Linked DNA regions of Bos taurus: region 2 is linked to region 1. The links are chromatin contacts, called in public Hi-C maps. All regions are on one chromosome and are shown on one strand. The core of a region is the stretch at or near the end of the contact, and the rest is flanking DNA. Distances in the headings are between cores, read along the strand shown.

Evidence for each region. Hi-C and Micro-C count contacts between places; a contact is called where the count stands out from the background.
Region 2: a contact with region 1 is called in a Hi-C map of blastocyst, with 4 times the contacts expected there. The contact joins the promoter of RAB11FIP4 here to the promoter of COPRS in region 1. A contact is called at or near these places in 2 of 11 Hi-C or Micro-C datasets (blastocyst and liver).

The regions. Positions count from the first base shown.
Region 1 is chr19:18,251,726-18,258,664 of ARS-UCD2.0, reverse strand. COPRS (coordinator of PRMT5 and differentiation stimulator) reads right to left here and starts at 2,913. Exons shown (of 4, transcript NM_001098894.2): 1 at 2,771-2,913; 2 at 119-185. The coding sequence starts at 2,869.
Region 2 is chr19:18,599,563-18,606,501 of ARS-UCD2.0, reverse strand. It overlaps RAB11FIP4 (RAB11 family interacting protein 4), which reads left to right and starts at 3,748. Exons shown (of 15, transcript XM_024980657.2): 1 at 3,748-3,929. The coding sequence starts at 3,771.

The sequences.
Region 1 (6,939 bases), core at 1,664-4,163:
TATTTTCAGGTGGTTTAAATGACACGGAGAGAAAGGGCTTCTGACAATGATAACCTTTCACAGTACAGACTTCCTTGGTCTCTCCCAAGAGCCCCCCCAGCCTCTGTCGCCTACTTGCCTAATCGATCTGTGGCGTTCTCAGTCGCTTTCTCCTGACTGGAGTGGTCAGCTGGGGCAAAAGCAGTCTGCGGGAAGAAGAAACAAGGACCCAGGACTTGGATATCTCGGGAATGGCCAGCATTTTAGCCCCAGATCCACCCTTTCAGACCCTCCTTTGCGAGGCTGGGGCGGGACCCTGGGACCCACATTTCTACTGTGCCCTGTTAGGTTGGGACTTGCTGCTTCCCATTCCTGCAGGCATCAACCCTGCCGGCAGGATCACCTGCTTTCACAGAGTGCCTACTGAACCCAGTGTACAGGCTGCCAGCACATACAGAGCCGGTCTCCTCACTGGGCCCTACCTTTTTTAAAAATTTTTTAATATTTATTTGGCTGCACCACCTCTTAAGCTGCAGGACTCAAGATCTTTAATTTTGGCAGTGGGATCTAGTTCCCTGACCAGGGATCGAACCCAGGCTGCCTGCACTGAAGCGTGGAGTCTTAGCCACTGGACCACCAAGGAAGTCCCTCACCAGGCCCTCTCTTGATCGGTCTAGGCCCTTAGGACTCCTCCTCCAAGCTCAGAGACTCCAAACTAGCCAGGACAGTACCCCGTCCCCAGAGGCTGGAATTTCAGCTCCCTGAAATTCTCCTCTGAGCTTGGACATTTTAGTCATTCCAATCTCACCCCTTTGTTCCCTCAGCCCTGGGGCCGGCTGCTGTTTCCCCGCAGTGGATACCTCCGTGTTCATTTTTACCTTAACTTTTTATCTAGCTAATAGCTTTTTTATCAAATTTCATCTACTGACCAACAGATGAGGACAAAAGAGCTTTAGCTGCTCAAGGGAAATCGGCAGCTGTTGCCAGGAAATCATCTTCCTTCATAGCCATCGCTAGGTTTCTCTGCTCCCATCACTCAAAAGTTCTGAAATCCTGGGACTTCCCTGGCAAGCCAGTGGCTAAGACTCCACGCTTCCAATGCAGGGGGCATGGGTTCAATCCCTGGTCGGGGAACTAAGATCCCGTATCTGGGCAGTATGGCCAAAAACAAAAAAAGAGAGAGAGTTCCTGAAATCCTATCACCTGTGAAGATGTCTTTCTAAGTGAGGCAAGAAATGTTCACAGCCTGCATGAGAAGACCTTACTTCAATCCCTATCACTCAGAGTATACCTGGGACATACCACTTCAGCCACCATGCCTGGGTTTCCGTCTCTGGAAATTGGGAACAATTGTTCTAACCCAGCAGGAGGTTTATAATGAGATAACACCAATGAAGACACCTAGCACACAGCAGGAATACAACATTTATTGAGCTGAAACCCACCTTCTTTGCCCCTACATTTAAACTGCGCTTGGCACCTACCCCAGTTAGCTCACGACCTAGTCCTACCTGGATTTAATGAGCTAATTCCATCTCCAGTAGTCGGTGACAACTTCCAGTCACTCCTGCTGACCAGTAGTGGGACTTCTCACCTCTTCTATTGCAAGAGCTCCCTACCTGCCTTCCCACTCACCCACTTTTTCTTTTTTTTAATTTGGCTGCACCAGGTATTAGTTACAGCATATGGGAGCCCCCACCAGGGTCCCCTGAATTAGGAACACAGAGTCTTAGCCACTGGAATACCAGGGGCCCACACTCACCCATCTGCCGCGGCCTCACACTGGAAATCACCACTCTGCCCAGAAACCTCAATAGGCCTCCGCTGCTAGAGTACAAAATTCGCCATGGCATCCACATTGCCCCTTCAGGCTCCGTCAACTTGTGCAGCACAGTTCTCTCTCCAAGCTCCCAACCATTTGCCCTGCACATCCTCATCTCCACGCCTCTGCCACGACCACTATCCTCTCATCTTGGAGAGGAAGTGCAGGAACCTTCCTGCTGTGGCCTGACAAAATCAGTCTCATCCTACCTGCCCGCTAAAGTAATTTTCTTTATAAGCCTACCACTACATTTTTCCTATCTTATTTTGGTTAGGATGTCTCTGATGCTTAGACAAGCATTCCTCTTCCACTCAATAAATATGCGTGTGTCAAGTGCCAGGCACTACGCTACGCAGCGGGTTTACAGCACTAAATAGAGCGTTCCTACCCTCAAGGAGCTCCCCGTCTAAAAGGGATTACTGAACAAGGGCAGGACATGACTGTAATAGCAGTCTTTGAGAAACCGGGAGCCGTCTGGCGCGCAAAAGAAAACAAGTTTCTAGAAAGCCTGCGTCAAACGCGGCCTTTTGGTTTCAGTGAAAAGGAGAGCGCGCAGGAGCCATCATCCGGTGCTCTGGCTTAGCTGAGCATCCCCACCATGGGACACAGATCCTTCAGGGAAAGTCGCTCTCCTCGTCGCCCTCACCTGGCCCCAGCCCAGGCCCCCCAGCAGCAGCCCCAGCTCTCGGTCAGCAGCATCACCTCCCATTTAGCAAGGACGCAAAGGTGCCCTGGAGCCAACAGCCAGCACTCCCAGCCCGGCGCGCCCACCCACGTCCTCGAGGTTGCCCCGCCCCACAGTTTCGCGGCCCGGCTGTTTCCAGCTCGGGCGCGCGCCCAAACGGCCGGGCTGCCCGAAGCGGGCCGGGAGCGCTTCCCCGGTTCCGTGGCCCACGCCCCGCGAGCCCCCGCAACTTCCCGCCCCCGACCGCAGGTGGTGGACGCGCCCAGGCCCCGCGCCGCGCTCACCCCCGGACTCGGGGGCGCCTCCCGCCCGCTCGGCAGCTGCAGACCCCGCGGCTGCTCGGCGGCCCCCAGCGACTGGGCCCCGGCGGTCGGAGGGTCCATCCCTGTCTGCCCGCGGCTCGGCGCCCAGGTCGCCGCTCGGCCACGTGACGCGCCGGCCTGGCTGCCGGCCCGAGGATACGCCGTTGAGAGCCAATCAGCCTGGGGTGCTCTCGGCCGGGGGGCGGGGCGCGGGGGTCAAGGGGGAGCCAGGGGCGGGGCAACGGACGGGGCGGAGTAAGGGGCGGGGAGTGCCCGCCTCCGAAAGCCCGGTTTACCCAACCGTCCCGAAATCTAATTTTTGTAGCCACTGGCGATGCAGGTCCCAGGGCTAGACGACTAGCTGGGTCTTGAACGCCTGCGTGCTACCCCTACCCAATCACAATGGACATGCTTTCTTTCAAAACCTATTCAGTTCAGTTCAGTCGCTCAGTCGTGTCCGACTCTGCGACCCCATGAATTGCAGCAGGCCAGGCCTCCCTGTCCATCACCAACTCCCGGAGTTCACTCAAACTCATGACCATCGAGTCGGTGATGTCTTCCAGCCATCTCATCCTCTGTCGGCCCCTTCTCCTCCTGCCCCCAATCCCTCCCAGCATCAGAGACTTTTCCAATGAGTCAGCTCTTCCCATGAGGTGGCCAAAGTACTGGAGTTTCAGGTTTAGCATCAGTCCTTCCAAAGAACACTCAGGACTGATCTCCTTTAGAATGGACTGGTGGGATCTCCTTGCAGTCCAAGGAACTCTCAAGTCTTCTCCAACACCACAGTTCAAACATCAATTCTTGGGCTCTCAGCTTTCTTCACAGTCCAATTCTCACATCCATACATGACTAATGGAAAAACCACAGCCTTGACTAGACGGACCTTTGTTGGCAAAGTAATGTCTCTGCTTTTGAATATACTAAGTTGGTCAGAACTTTCCTTCCAGGGAGTAAGCATCTTTTAATTTCACAGGTGCCATCACCATCTGCAGTGATTTTGGAGCCCCCAAAAATAAAGTCTGACACTATTTCCCCATCTATTTCCCATGAAGTGATGGGACCAGATGCCATGATCTTCGTTTTCTCAATTGAGCTTTAGGCCAACTTTTTCACTCTCCTCTTGTGCTTTCATCAAGAGGCTTTTTAGTTCCTCGTCACTTTCTGCCATAAGGGTGGTGTCATCTGCATATCTGAGGTTATTGTTATTTCTCCCAGCAATCTTGATGCCAGCTTGTGCTTCTTACAGCCCAGTGTTTCTCATGATGTACTCTGCATATAAGTTAAGTAAACAGGGTGACAATATACAGCCTTGACGTACTCCTTTTCCTATTTGGAACCAGTCTGTTGTTCCATGTCCAGTAAACTGTTGCTTCTTGAACTGCACATAGGTTTCTCAAGAGGCAGGTCAGGTGGCCTGGTATTCCCATCTCTTTCAGAATTTTCCACAGTTTACTGGAAGTCAAAACCTGTTCAGTTCAGTCGCTCAGTCATGTCCAACTCTTTGCAACCCCATGAATCGCAGCACGCCAGGCCTCCCTGTCCATCGCCAACTCCCGGAGTTCACTGAGACTCACGTCCATCGAGTCGGTGATGCCATCCAGCCATCTCATCCTCTGTCGTCCCCTTCTCCTCCTGCCCCCAATCCCCCCCAGCATCAGTCTTTTCCAATGAGTCAACTCTTCGCATGAGGTGGCCAAAACCTGTTACAATAGTCCATTACCCGCGTCTACCTAATAGTGCATAAAATAGTGCGTAAGAGCTTAAAAACTTTTTATGCAATATTAGCTTTAATCCCATTTTACTCTTTTCTCTATAAACAGGTTTCTCTAGAACTTGGGCTGGAATCAGGCTACAACTCTCCCACAAATGGATGAGACAACTCAGGAGCCCAGTAACTCTCACCCTGAGCTAACCAGGTCTTAGCATTAACCCATTAGAAACCAAGCCAGATTGATCAAAACTCTTAACATTTCATAAACCCTGATAGACCCCAACCAGTAATGCTGAAGAAGCTGAACGGTTCTATGAAGACCTACAAGACATTTTAGAACTAACACCAAAAAAAGCTGTCCTTTTCATTATAGGGGACTGGAATGCAAAAGTAGTAAGTCAAGAAACACCTGGAGTAACAGGCAAATTTGGCCTTGGAATACAGAATGAAGCAGGGCAAAGGCTAATAGAGTTTTGCCAAGAGAACGCACTGGTCAGAGCAAACACCCTCTTCCAACAACACAAGATAAGACTCTACACATGGACATCACCAGATGGTCAACACCAAAATCAGATTGATTATATTCTTTGCAGCCAAAGATGGAGAAGCTCTATACAGTCAACAAAAACAAGACCAGGAGCTGACTGTGGCTCAGATCATGAACTCTTTACTGCCAAATTCAGACTTAAATTGAAGAAAGTAGGGAAAACCACTAAACCATTCAGGTATGACCTAAATCAAATCCCTTATGATTATACAGTAGAAGTGAGAAACAGATTTAAGGGACTAGATCTGATAGAGTGCCTGATGAATTATGGACGGAGGTTCGTGACATTGAACAGGAGACAGGGATCAAGACCATCCCCATGGAAAAGAAATGCAAAAAACCAAAATGGCTGTCTGGGGAGGCCTTACAAATAGCTGTGAAAGAGAAGTGAAAAGCAAAGAAAAGGAAAGATATAAGCATCTGAATGCACAGTTCCAAAGAATAGCAAGGAGAGATAAGAAAGCCTTCCTCAACAATCAATGCAAAGAAATAGAGGAAAACAACAGAATGGCAAAGACTAGAGATCTCTTTCAAGAAAATTAGAGATACCAAGGGAACATTTCATGCAAAGATGGGCTCGATAAAGGACAGAAATGGTATGGACCTAACAGAAGCAGAAGATATTAAGAAGAGGTGGCAAGAATACACACAACTGTACAAAAAAAGATCTTTGTGACCCAGATAATCACAATGGTGTGATCACTCACCTAGAGCCAGACATCCTGGAATGTGAAGTCAAGTGGGCCTTAGAAAGTCTCACTACGAACAAAGCTACTGGAGGTGATGGAATTCCAGTTGAGCTATTTTCAAATCCTGAAAGATGATGCTGTGTAAGTGCTGCACTCAATATGCCAGCAAATTTGGAAAACTTGGCAGTGGCCACAGGACTGGAAAAGGTCAGCTTTCATTCCAATCCCAAAGAATGCTCAAACTACCGTACAAATTGCACTCATCTCACACACTAGTAATGCTCAAAATTCTCCAAGCCAGGCTTCAGCAATACATGAACCATGAACTTCCAGATGTTCAAGCTGGTTTTAGAAAAGGGAGAGGAACCAGAGATCAAATTGCCAACATCCGCTGGATCATCGAAAAAGCAAGAGAGTTCCAGAAAAACATCTATTTCTGCTTTCTTGACTATGCCAAAGCCTTTGAATGTGTGGATCACAATAAACTGTGGAAAATTCTGAAAGAGATGGGAATACCAGACCACCTGACCTGCCTCTTGAGAAACCTATGTGCAGTTCAAGAAGCAACAGTTTACTGGACATGGAACAGACTGGTTCCAAATAGGAAAAGGAGTACATCAAGGCTGTATATTGTCACCCTGTTTAACTTATATGCAGAGTACATCATGAGAAACGCTGGGCTGGAAGAAGCACAAGCTGGCATCAAGATTGCTGGGAGAAATATCAATAACCTCAGATATGCAGATGACACCACCCTTATGGCAGAAAGTGACAAGGAACTAAAAAGCCTCTTGATGAAAGCACAAGAGGAGAGTGAAAAAGTTGGCCTAAAGCTCAACATTCAGAAAACGAAGATCATGGCATCTGGTCCCATCACTTCATGGGAAATAGATGGATAAACAGTGTCAGACTATTTTGGGGGGGCTCCAAAATCACTGCAGATGGTGATTGCACCCATGAAATTAAAAGATGCTTACTCCTTGGAAGGAAAGTTATGAGCAACCTAGATAGCATATTGAAAAGCAGAGACATTACTTTGCCAACAAAGGTCCGTCTAGTCAAGGCTATGGTTTTTCCAGTAGTCACGTATGGATGTGAGAGTTGGACTGTGAAGAAAGCTGAGCGCCCAAGAATTGACGTTTGAACTGTGGTGTTGAAGACTCTTGAGTGTCCCCTGGACTGCAAGGAGATCCAACCAGTCCAT
Region 2 (6,939 bases), core at 2,499-4,998, 350 kb before region 1:
ATACCCCACCTAATCTCCCCAACCCCGCCTCCATTCCACAGACTATAACTGAGGACTCTGGCATTTCTTTTCAGCAGAAGAGGCCACAGAGAAGGCTGGGCACGTACTGATCTGAGAGCACTTCCAGCAGGTGAGACTGGAGGACTTCTGGTAGGTGAGCCCAAGACAGAAGGCCACTTCCTAAACTGTGAGCCACTTCTAGGATCCATTTCTGAGGCAGATTTGGAGCCTAGTTGGGTAGAATAAGTACAGTTACATTCTTCTTAGAATCCTGGAAAGAATGTTAGCAATCCAACGAACCCACGTGCTTCTGAGGGTCAGAGAAGCTTGTGGGTAGGCACCCAGAGTGAGTGACACCCCAGCCGGGACACCCCTCTGGACAAGGAAGGACAGACGGGTCGCGAGATGCCCTGCTCACCCCAGACTCACCAAAGTCCTGCCAGGATCCTCAGCACCAACCACCACCACCACCCCGCCCCCTCAGGGCTACTGCCTCTGGTTCTGGGGACCCAGGCATTAGAAGAAGGTATTAGACCCAGGTATTAGAAGACAGGTGAAGAAGGCCCATGTGTTCACACCCCCTCATTCCCCTCCAGAGCGATAATTATTCATGGTTAAAAACAAACAAACCTGCAGGTTGTGAGCAGGAAGAAACTGTGAATCCTGCCCCATTTCCACATAACATGGACAATGAATTCAAGGCCTAGAGATGAAAATCAGAAATGCTTCCCCGTTCATATTAGCTCCCAACCTCTCCGTGCCAACACGTATCATAATCACACGGGCCAAGTACATGCCAGGCACTGTGCCAGCCACATTACATTCATTTCCTCACGTGGGGCCCTCTGTAGGTAGGAAGCACTATCCCCACTTTACAGATATGCACACTGAGGCTCAGAGAAGTTAACTCATTATAGACTCAAAGGGCTAAATGAGCAGCAGGACTTGGTGCGTGGCACCACTGTTTTGGATTCCAAAGCCTGTCTCTTAATAATCTGTAATAACCTCCCCATGATATTTATACCATTATACTAGTTTCCTGTGGCTGCTATAACTACCACCAACTTGGAAACTTACAACAGAAATTCATTCCCGCATAGTTCTGGAGGCCAGAAGCCTAAGATCAAAGAGGATCTAGGAAAGGTTCATGTCCTCAACTCTTCCAGATTCCGATGGCTGCTGGCATTCTTGGCTTGTGGCCACACCCCTCCAATCTCTTCCTCCTGTGGCCACATCGCCTTGTCTTCTGTTTGCGTTAAATCTGCTTTTGCCTCCCTCTTAAGAGGATACTGTGATTGCACTTAGAACCTATCCAGCTAACCCAGGAGACTTTCCAGAGCTTTAACTTCATGACACCTGCAAAGAATCTTTTCCAATAAGGTCATTTACAGGTCCCAGTGATTAGCACATGGGTATCTTTTGAGAAGCTGTGTTTCTGTTTACCACACTATATGTGCCCATTCTTTCCCTAATTTATTCCTTCTCAGACCTCAGTTGTGTGTACTGGACATTGTGCTAGGAGCTGGGAATTAAGAAATCAAGAGAGAAATGACATAGTCCCTGCCTTCATGGGCCTTGTGGTCACTGTGTCAACTCTCATATCTACTTCCCAGATGTTCTCGTAATAAATAACAGGAATAAGAGACATCAGGACAAGTCACAATACATGATCAGGGAAGGCTTCCTGCAAGAGGTGCCATTTCCATGGAATCTGGAAGTATGAGAGTTGGCCAGAGGAAATGGGATGGGGACAGGGTAGGATTGAGCTGTCCCAGGAAGAGGGAGGCAAAAGGAGCTTAGATGCTCTTGGATATGGGGAGGAGAAGTGGGAGTCAGGGAGGGCTCCCCTGAGGAAGGGACTTTTGAATTTTGTGTGACCTTGTTTTGGGGGAGAAGAACCACAAATCTGGTTTGGGCTTTGAGCCTGGGTCACCTGGGATTTGTTCATGCTCGGGTCTGAGGCCCCACCTCTGCCAGCTGAGATTTTTCAGCTTCCCTGGTCTCCTCTTTTGGGGGATTTGATGCAGGGAGAGCTCTGAGAGTCATTTCTACAGCTTCCAAAACAGGGTAACCCAGCCCTGCCCACCTCCCTTCTGTCCTGAACCTCTTGGGAGGGAGAATCAGGGAAGCCACATGGCAGCCCCTGAGCAGGGTACACTCACAGTTGAGCAGGAAGACCACAGAGGGGGAAACTGAGGTCCCCCTTCTCTTCTCAAGAAGAGAAGCCACACAGCTCATGTGCAGAACTGGGCCTCGCTCTAGCCTCTCTGTCTAGGTCCCTACACTGCTCGTGGCTCCTGCCGATGATGGTGTAGGTCCGCATCTCCTCTGGGCAGGGGCTTCCTCCTTGCCTAGAGATGAGGAACAAGAAGTGATGAAGATACATCCTGCCCTGGAGAATTTCCCAGCATGCCATGGGGGGAGATGGGCAGCCCACCAGACAATGACAAAACTAAGTCGGCATCTGTACTTAGGGGGTCAGAAATCAGAGTAACAGGCAAAACGGAGTGCTATCAGGGAAGGCTTCCCAAAGGAGGAAACCTCTGAACTGAGCTGGAAAACTTAAGCGGGGGTGGGTTCAGCCAAGACCTGCATTTGGGCTGGGTACAACTCGTGCCACAAGGGCCCGGCAAGCTGAGCAACAAAAAGGAGAGCCAGGCCAGGTTCCGCAGAGCCGGGGGCGAAACCGGGAGTCCGAGGAGCAGGGATTGGGAGCTAAGCAGGACTGGGAGGAGGCTAAGGTCCAGGCCTGGAGGCTGCCATCAGCCCCAGGGCCAAGACTGTCCCGGGTTCTCAGCTTGAGGGTCCAGGGTGCGATAAAGGGGTGAGCGTGGGAACTCAAGGGAAGGGAGGGAACCTCCCCAAGATGCTGGGCGGCCCGGGCAGGCCTTGTGGGCAGCCCTTGCTTTTCCTTCCTCCTGACTGCTCTGTCTCCCCTTACCCGCTCCTGTCCCAGGGTCCCCGCTCCCGCTCTCCCGGCCCTTGCCCAGCCCGGAGCTGGCCCTGGGTTCTGCTGGGGAGGCCCGTGCTGATCTAAGCCTGGAAACTATTCTTTAAGGGGCAGCAGAGAGGAGGGGAAGAGTAGAGGGCCTAGCTCCATCCCGCTCCAGACTGGCTAGGAATCCTGACCTGGCCCCCCACTGGCTGAGTGGCCTAGGGCAAGTAGTTCCACCTCTCTGAGTCTCAGCTCCCTCTTCGATGAGTGGAACAAGTCCAGCGTGCTAATACAGGAAACCCCTAGGACATACTGAGCGCTCGGCACCGCCGGCGCCCACAAAGGGCGCGGTGAGCTGGGATGGGTTGGCGTCTGGTGGGGGGCTGAGGTGGGGGAGAGGCGGCTGGACCCCAGCGCGGGTGGTCCGGTGGGGGGGGATCGGGCTTCCTCGCGGACTCCTCCAAGCAGGGGCGGGGCCTTGGGGCCGCCCTGGGTTTCCGGGCGCGGGTCGCACACCCACCCTCCGGCTCTCTAGGGGACGGGACGAGCTTGGAGCGGTCCAGGGACCCTGAGCCTGGGGGCGGCGGCGGCGGGGCCGCGCAGGCGGCCGCCCTCGGAGGCGCGCGGCTCCTTTTGTCTGCAGCCTCCCGCTCCCCCGCCCGCCCCGAGCCGCGGGGCTGCGGCGCCGCTGCTGACACGGCTCGGCCGCCGCCGCCACCGGGCGGAGGCTGCGCGTCGCAGCGCCGGGCGGAGGGCGCGCGGCGATGGCGGCGGCGGCGGCGGCGGCGCGGGGCGGGCGGGCGCGGGGCTCGGGCTAGCTGCGGGGCCGGCCCGGATGGCGGGCGGCGCGGGCTGGGCGGGCGCCCCCGCGGCTCTGCTGCGCTCAGTGCGCCGCCTGCGCGAGGTGTTCGAGGTGTGCGGCCGCGACCCCGACGGCTTCTTGCGCGTGGAGCGCGTCGCGGCGCTCGGACTGCGCTTTGGCCAAGGCGAGGAGGTAAGGGCCCCGCGGCGGGGGCGCCCGCGCCCCAGTCCCCCCACCCCCGGCTTCCTCGCCCTTTCACCTGCCCGCTCCCAGTCCCCGGCGGCGGCGGCGGCTGCAGCCCGGAGGCATCCCGCCGGACCTGAGGACTTCGAGCCCCGGGGCTTCCCCACCCTGTCGGACCCTCGCTTTCCTCCATTCGCGCAGGTGCTGTGAGTGTCACCATCACGCCCCGGGGTGGGGGGCAGGGAGGGCTTCTCTGCCCACCTTGCTTACCCCGGGCCCTGAGGGTCCCTCTAACCTTTCTGCAGCCTACTCGGTGTATGGGGCGGGGGGAACCGTCAGGTTCTAGCTCCGGGACCCCCTCCCCTGCCTACCCTGCGGAGACCGAATTGCAGAGGTCCGGTGCAGGAATCCCAGGACGCGGGATGGAGTAGGGGGGAGGCAAGCGCCCCACTGGGCCTGGCCGAGGGGAGGGGAGGACAACTAGGGGCGCTCTACCGCCTCGGCTCCTTGACTGCACCCAGCCGGCCTGGAACCTAGCGGGAGGTGTCTGCCTTCGGCCTTCCTGGATTCTCAGCCTAGCGCCTGGTGACCACCCCTCCTCCCCGCACCCTGCGGGCTCCGAGGGGCAGGCCTGACTGGCAGCTGGCTGTGGCGGCTGCGACAACCCTGCCACAGCCAAGCTGGGGAACAGCAGCTGAGCAGTGTCTGAAACGGGGAGCCCGCGCGGATTTGGGGAAAGCAGAAACAGTGTTAGCAGGGCTGTGATCCGAGGGTGGGTGCTGCCAGTGGGGTGGGCAGAGACCAGTGTCCTCTCATGCCATGGAGGAGAGGTGGCTATGTGTGTGTGGCAGGGGATGTGTAAGGCTCCTACCTGGCAGGAGAGCATCCCACACTCCTGCTACTGCCCACTCTGAAATGGTCAGGGCAGGAAGCCTTGAGTAGTGACTTTCCAAGGCCACCTGAGGCCTCTGGCTCTGTATCGGCACTCCCTGGCCTTCTGTTCCGGGAACAGCTGGGGCCTAGCATTCCAGAACATGGGAGAAGCCGGGCCTGGTTAGGTTGGATCCATGCCTCCCTGTCACCTGGGAAGGGGGAAGATGATAGATAATCATCTGTTTGTGGTCACTGGGCTGGGCCAGGACTCCCAGGAGTCCCTGGGAGCGATAGGTGGAAGAGGATGAGGCAGGTGTCAAGTCTGAGAACTCAGGTACCCCATGTAGGAGAGGCCCATTGCTGCCCGCCCTTTGGAGCCCAGGGTCTCCCTCTGCCAGGATCTGCTCAGGGCGCTTTCCTGCAGCCCTTTGATCCTTCTTCCCAAAGGCTGGTCTGACCCCTCCCATCCTCTGAGGCAGGCTGCAGACCCCAAGCGTGGGGAGAAGAAGCTGCTGGCCCTGGCTGCAACTGGAGTCCCAGAGCCGCGGTCTCAGTGGTGGGAAGAGCTTCCCAGCAGGCTCTGGCAGGCGGCCAATGTGAGCTCTTGGTGAGCCCCTCACCAGCCCCACCTTCTCCCGGAACTGAACAGCTCCTCTTGTTTGCGCTTCTGCCTCTTAACACTCCGGAGCCAAACCTGCTTGTCACTTAGTCATCGTGGTTCTGCACAGGGACTCACATGGGTCTCACTTCTACGTGGCAGTCTTTAAATGTGAAAACAGCACTCCTGTCCCCTTCCCCCTCTCTCCTTCCCATCTTCCCTTCTCCAGGCCAAATACCCCCTATTCTTGAAGCCCCAGGCCATTTCCATAGGCCCTGGCAGGGGCCAAACATCTGGCTTCCAGCCCTGAAGCCACCATCAACTGTGTGACACTTTTCCTTGTAGTAACATGGAGGGGCTGGACCAGGAGACCCCCGGGACTGTCCCAACCCCAACGCATCACACACAGCAGGTGGCTTGGGGCGATGCTGTCTTTTGAGTGGTGCCCTCAGGTTAAGTTTCTGGCCACTGAAATCCCTTGGGATCTTTCTTAGCAACCCGTGCCAAGCCAGGATGCCCCTTCATCCTGGAGGAGGATCAGTGATTTTCTTTTCAGTGTGTTTGTTTATTTAGGGTCTTGGTTGTGCTGGGTCTTAGTTGTGGCATGTAGGATCTTTGATTATCCTTGTGGCACACGAGTTCTTTATTTCCAGCCTGTGGGATCTGGTTCCCTGAGCAGGGATCGAACCTGTGCCGCCGGCATTGGGAACGTGGAGCCCTGATTTTTCTTTTTAAAGCATAATTTTCTATCATTACAAAATCAGTTTATATGCACTGTGGGAATAGAAATATGGGCAAGCAAAAACCAAAGTGCCATGTTCCCATCCTCCCAGGTAGCCGCGCTGTGACACCTCGCTCACATCCTTCCAGAGCTGTTTCTATGCTTATATGTAAATTTTCTCCATAAAATGAGGTCATGCTGTGCATACTGTCTTGTAACCTGATTTTTTCCCAGTAAATGATCAGCACTTTTCTGCTCCAATAAATTCTCATCTTTATTATGCATAACTTATTCAGATTTCCCTATTTGGCCCCAAAAGGCCGATCTGTGCTGTTGTGTTCAAACCGCTTTCCTCACCAGAACCGTGCACTGCTTCCAGTTGTTCTGACCTCTAGGCCCTCTCTTACTTTAATTCAATTCTTTTTTTTTTCAATTTGAATAATCCTGACTTGTTGAAGAGATCAGGCCTGTTGTCTGTGTCAGTAATTTCTTGGATCTAAACCTGTAACGTGGACTTTATTCCTGTTGAATTTCATCTTGTTCATTTCATCCTGTTGTAACAGACAATAGAGAGTTTATTGAGTAGGCCAAAAAGTTCATTCGGCTTTTTCCACGCAATGTTACAGAAGAACCCGAACGAACCTTTTGCCTCCCCGATACAATCCTGCATTTGTCACTCAGATGCTGTGCTCCCTGCTAGTTGGAGAAGTGGGTGCTTCATGTCTCCGTCTCCCAGGCTGGTTGTAAACCCAGGCAGGACCACGGACAGAGCCTTGTAGGGGTGGTTCTGCTCACATAGTGTTAAGAACTGGGATCCACAGAATTAC